Linked DNA regions of Mus musculus: region 1 is linked to region 2. The links are chromatin contacts, called in public Micro-C maps. All regions are on one chromosome and are shown on one strand. The core of a region is the stretch at or near the end of the contact, and the rest is flanking DNA. Distances in the headings are between cores, read along the strand shown. Region 1 holds the start of Fcor (Foxo1 corepressor). Region 2 has its middle 22 kb from the start of Rps23rg1.

Region 1 (2,700 bases), core at 153-2,652, 130 kb before region 2:
AGGTGGATCTCTGTGAGTTTAAGACCAGCCTAGTCTACATAGCAAGCTCCATAGCAACCAAGGTCATATAGCGAGACCCTGCCATAAACAAAACAACACAGGGGGAGGGAGGGAGGGAGGGAGAGAGAGAGGGAGAGAGAGAGAGAGAGAGAGAGAGAGAGAGAGAGAGAGAGAGAGAGAGCTGTTACAGTGACTCAGGCCTGTAGGTAGTCTCAGCATTTAGGAAGCTAAAGCAGAATGGGTTTTGAGTTCAAAGCCAGCCAAGGTTATAGAGTAAGACCCTGTCTCAAAAGAACCAATGACAGAAAAAAAAGTGACAGAGAAAAGAAGACACTGGAACGCCATGGATAAGATTGCTTGACTCCCAAAAAGGAGGTCCAGCAACAGGCCCAAAGTGGGATCCAGCTCAAGGGAAGGTCCCAAGGTCTGACACTATTACTGAGGCTATGGAGCACTCACCAAAAGGGATCTATCATGACTGCCCTCCAAGAGACACTTGTACTCTCTGACTCTTCTCACTGGCCCTCAGTCAACAGACATTTCCCAAGCACCTCAAAGTCACGTTGGATCCAAAGCCTGGATCCAAAGCCTGGGGAGATAGGAGGAAGGAAGACATCTGCCTGGGGCTTTTATATTCTAGTGTTCGCCGGAGTGGAAGTGCCCTGGGTCCCTCTGATTGTAACTAGGTGGATATAACTCATAGGTGAAAACATAAACGTATGAGCTATGAATCCCCAACCCGGCCAACAGCCATGCCATCTGTAACAACGGGTCTGGTTTAAGGTCAGCTTAGGCTACAGAGAAGAAAAAGTCAGAAATGTAGACACTGACTCAAATGGAATTTTCGGGGCAATTTATTCGAGTTTAAAATGGAAAGTCCAGGGCAGGCAACCTGTAGTCTCAGGGCAAGCAAGCCAAGGAGAATGAAGAAGATCCGCTGTCATGGAGGTCAGCCACACTTGATGGGACTGGAGCTCTAGAAAAAGGACTAAGGAAAACCCAAGCCAGACTGTTAGGAAGTTTAAAAGCATACTCAGGCCAGCATCCAAAGGGGAAAGGAAAAGCGAAGGGGGATGGATAGAGTAGCCTACACCGTATTAGCCCAACCTATACTAGGGGAAAGAAGAGGAATTATGGAAGAGAAAAGTATATCACCTGCCTTCTCCGGTGGTCCTTTGCCAGGACCCTGACCTGCCTCGCTACATTAACCCTTTAGGAAGGAGACAGAGGCCATCTCTCCTAGAGGAGACTATGAAGCCACAGCAGACCAAAGAGCGAGATGGTAGCAGAAGGTTCCTGGAAAGGACGGTGAACTGGAGCCTAGGACGCCTCTCTGGGTGAAGCAAGAACACTCTTGTGAAATGGAATTGGAGCCGAGCCCTTCCCCGCTGTGCACGCACCAGACCCCGGGTTTGCAAGGATGGATGGGAATGGGCGGTCCTACACGCCGCCATCAGGAAGAGGGCTCTGCGGAATGCTTAGGAGGCCCTTCCACCAGAGCTGCTCCAGGGCCGGGACTTCGAGACTTCCACTTCACCACCGCAGGACCATCCAAAGCAGATAGACTGGGAGACGCAGCGCAGATACACAGAGAAAGGATGAGACCGGTGCAGGTAGGGCTGGGAACTGCACCGGATCTTAGCAAAATGCTCTGAAGGGGAGTCCTAAAAGGGGAGCTTTTCGTGCAGGTACGGGGGAGGAGCAGGGGTGTACGGAAAACTGCCACAAGGGGGAGCGCGTGTCTACCAGGATCGTGCCTGACACTAGCTGGCACTGGGCTATGATCTCTTGCTTTTCTAGGGCAGTTAGCCTCTGGTCTCAGGATAATGTGCATGCCCTAGGGCACATGTTCTTTTATGTATATCCAAGAATCTGAGGCTTGGTGAATTTCCTTTTAAAAAAAAAAAAAAAAGATTTATTGGGCTAGAGAGATGTCTCCGTTATTAAGAGCACTTAAATGGTGAATCCTGAGGTCCTGAGTTCAATGTCTAGCATACACATCAGGCAATTCATAAATGCCTGTAACTCCAGCTCCAGACGACCTCCCGAAAGCACCTGTATACATGTGGCATACACACAGACATGCACACAAATACATCTAAATAAACATAAATTTATTAAAATAAAGAAATGTGTGCGTGCATGCTAGGAGGTAACATCAGATCTTCTGAAGCTAGCTACAAACAGTTGTGAGCTGCCCAAAAGGGGAGCTGAGAACTGAACTCAGGGTCCTGGGAATTGCAGGAAGCACTCCTAACCTCTGAGCCATTTCTCCAGCCTTGCATGGTATATTTCCATGTCATTCATCGTGAGGAGTGATTTTTCTATTAATAAATAATACACACTGAAACTAGGGTAAAAAGATAACCCCCACTTTCTTTTTCTTTCTTTTTTAGTGTGGTGATGGTAGTGGTGAGAGAGTCTTTCTACAGAGCCCTGGCTCTATTGGAACTCTATATATCAGGCTGGACTTGAACTCACAAAGATCCACCTGCTGCTGCCTCCTAAATGCTGGGACTAAAGGCATGTGCTAGCATGCATAGCCTAATGTAACTCCCCCGCCTTCTACCTTCACTAGCAAGGACAATACAGAGTCATCTGAGTCTGATGTTGATGTCTTTCTATTACAGCTGACTATGGGGGAAAAGGAGAGACCTTGGGACAGGCAGACTTGCATCTAGTCTAGAGTTTCACGCTATG
Region 2 (2,700 bases), core at 148-2,647:
TATTATAGTCAAGCATTTGAGACGTTTTGTCAACACTCAAGGACAAGATATTGTGGAACTTTAAAAGAATATCTTTAAAAAAGAACGAAAAGGGGGAAATTATATCCGCATGCACATTATTTAAATCATGCTTTTTATTTGTAAAAAATTTTAAATTTGGATGCCAAGGAACTCTTTGCTGAGTGTCTGTAGCATCCTATAATTAGGCATACTCATGCCTAGGTAAGATGGAAGGATCCACTTATTGGCATATGGCATGATCCTGATCAGGTATTTAATATGAAGAAGAGGGCATGCTTAAGGTTTTGTTTTTTTCTTTTTCCACAAAATTCTTGCTAGCTGCCAGTGTGATTGGTGTGACAAACTGACGCAAAAGGATAATGCTGACCTGTGAGCTTGCTGAGTGCCCTGACAATGGTGACAGGAAAGCTGTATTGGGTATATGTTCTTGACTCACCTTTGCTTGCCTGTGTCCCGGATTAGACAAGCTAAGCTGCCTTGCTTCAAGCTTTTTAACCTTGTGGGACAGAGAACATAAGAGACTATGGAAGTTGATTTAGAAAAATTAATCAAAAGGATGGGTTATAATGACTCTTCCCTTTCCTTTAATGTGACAGTTATTCTGACTCAGTCATGGACTGACTTAGAAATAAATTCAATACTGGAGATTCCAATTAATTTTTTAAAAAAGATTTATTTATTTATTTATTATATGTAAGTACACTGTAGCTGTCCTCAGATACTCCAGAAGAGGGCATCAGATTTCGTTATGGATGGTTGTGAGCCACCATGTGGTTGCTGGGATTTGAACTTGGGACCTTCAGAAGAGCAGTTGGCGCTCTTAACCACTGAGCCATCTCGCCAGCCCTGAGAATCCAATTATGAAGATAGCTAAAAATCTTTATTAGCCAGCTGAGTTAACTTGGACCATAGCCTCCACTATTTCCTGAGAAGTAACAGTTTGTCTGTTGATTCTCAAAGTGACCTCCCCAACACCAGGAGGCCAGACCTTGGGTCTGATCATTGCTAATTTGCAACTGAATTGAATACCTGGGACGTCCACACAAACAACCTTAATTCTGTTGCTTTTAACTTTTGACTTTGTATTTCAAGCAGGTCAGTTACCTCCATAAAGGCTCACCTTCAGCAAAGCTCAGATGGCAGTGATTCATTGCTATGAAGAGATGCATTGAGTGCATATTGTGGCTTTGGTCTGAATGGAGAAAAGGTGTGCTATGAGGGCAATTGATCTATGGCTCTTTTCAACCTAAGAGAGAGTGAAAGGAAATAAAAATTGAGACCTGTGATTCATGTAATTTATGTCAAATAGCCCAGTTGTTTGTGAGTTTTAAAACCTGGGGTTGAGAACATAGAACAGGCCAGGACATGCCCAGGTAGGCCCGCCATTACATGTCCGGACTGGCCCTGCGCCTTCCTGTCTCCCACTCTGACCTAAGTTAAATGTTAACAGTCTGCTGATGTTTAAATGGACTAATCATGTGAAACCATGCCAATTCCTCCCCCAGCCCCACCCCTTTTCTATAAAAACCCCTAGCTTCCAAGCCTCGTGGTCGAAACCACTGTCTCCTGTGTGAGATACATTTCGACCCGGAGCTCCGCCATTAAAGGGTCAACACCACTGTCTCCTGCGGGAGATACGTGTCAGCCCAGAGCTCCGCCATTAAAACTACCTCCTGTTTTTACATCAAGATGGTCGTCTGTTCGTGATTCTTGGGTGCATGCCGAATCGGGAATTGAGTCGGGGTTTCCCACTAGGTTCTATCAAGAGGATGTGCCAAGAGGCTGTGTTTGTTCAGAATAAACACTAAAAGGCCATGTTTGTGCAAATAAATACAAACAAGCTGCATGTGTTTTTCAGGAAGGGTCAGAAAGAGTACCATAGATTCAGTCCTAAGCCAGCCATGGCCACCAGCCACTGTAATTCCCAGGCAGAACCATGATTTACTTATGCTCCAGTCCAGCTAATTTTTAATGAATAAAAGGGGAGGAACTGTGCCCTCCACCAGCCTTGAGTTGGCTAAACAAACCTCCTCAGACACTGGAGGCAGGTGTCTGGCCTTGCTATATTTATATTCTTCTGCCAGAGAATTGAGAACTGCCTGCCCACTGAACTGCTGAAGAGCCTACTTTGCAACTCAATCCAGCTGAAACAAGCAACAGAACCCAGCTGAAACAAAGGGACCCGTCCTTGGGTTTTCCCATATATAGTCAGTGCTGTACATTAAAATTTGAGCGTTGATCATAGAACTTTGTCTTGGCTCATTATTTCTCTCAGCATCCTTCCCATCCATCCCCAGCTTTCCTTTCAGGAACCCAGTAACCCTGTGGCCGCTGGTGGGTGCAGTACTGTTTAGCAAGATTGTGGAAGCTTTAGGAAGAAGTGAGTCACTGGCATAGACCTTAAGGTTTTGTATCTCAGCCCTACTTTCCACCCCCTCTCTGCTTCTTGACTGTGGATACAATGTGACCAGCCAGCCACCATGTCTTCCGTGCCTGAGACCATAAATCACTCCCATGTTCCCCTTCCCTCCCTCAAGCTGCTTGTCAGGTATCTCATTACAGCTGCCAGGGATCAACTAAGGCCTGTAGAGTTCTACAGTCACTTTCCATGGCTCCCTTTCCAAAGGATAGCATGGCTTGACAGCCTAAGCTGGGACAGTTAATCAAGAATCGGAGACA

Evidence for each region. A called contact is a pair of places that touch in the nucleus more often than the background predicts.
Region 1: a contact with region 2 is called in a Micro-C map of embryonic stem cells, with 3 times the contacts expected there. The contact joins the promoter of Fcor here to the enhancer-like site in region 2. A contact is called at or near these places in 20 of 39 promoter capture datasets (the 3T3-L1 cell line, the C10 cell line, the HPC-7 cell line and 11 more), 8 of 15 datasets of contacts at CTCF or cohesin (CD8 T cells, the G1E-ER4 cell line, the NIH/3T3 cell line and 4 more), 138 of 484 Hi-C or Micro-C datasets (3T3-L1-derived adipocytes, the 4T1 cell line, the AML12 cell line and 81 more), 43 of 115 datasets of contacts at active chromatin or transcription factors (the 230-238 cell line, CD8 T cells, the HPC-7 cell line and 25 more) and 6 of 9 other capture datasets (adipose tissue, embryonic stem cells, embryonic tail and 3 more).

The regions. Positions count from the first base shown.
Region 1 is chr8:3,671,093-3,673,792 of GRCm38.p6, reverse strand. Fcor (Foxo1 corepressor) reads left to right here and starts at 1,402. Exons shown (of 2, transcript NM_001357661.1): 1 at 1,402-1,613; 2 at 2,397-2,608. The coding sequence starts at 1,425. The coding sequence ends at 2,534.
Region 2 is chr8:3,545,063-3,547,762 of GRCm38.p6, reverse strand. No RefSeq gene overlaps it. Among named protein-coding and RNA genes, the nearest start is that of Rps23rg1, 22 kb to the left of the region's middle. Within about 2 kb of position 1,397, at least 6 of the 459 cell types and tissues checked have an H3K27ac peak or open chromatin away from gene starts, as enhancers often do. A contact at or near this core is called in embryonic stem cells and induced pluripotent stem cells, where this site is marked.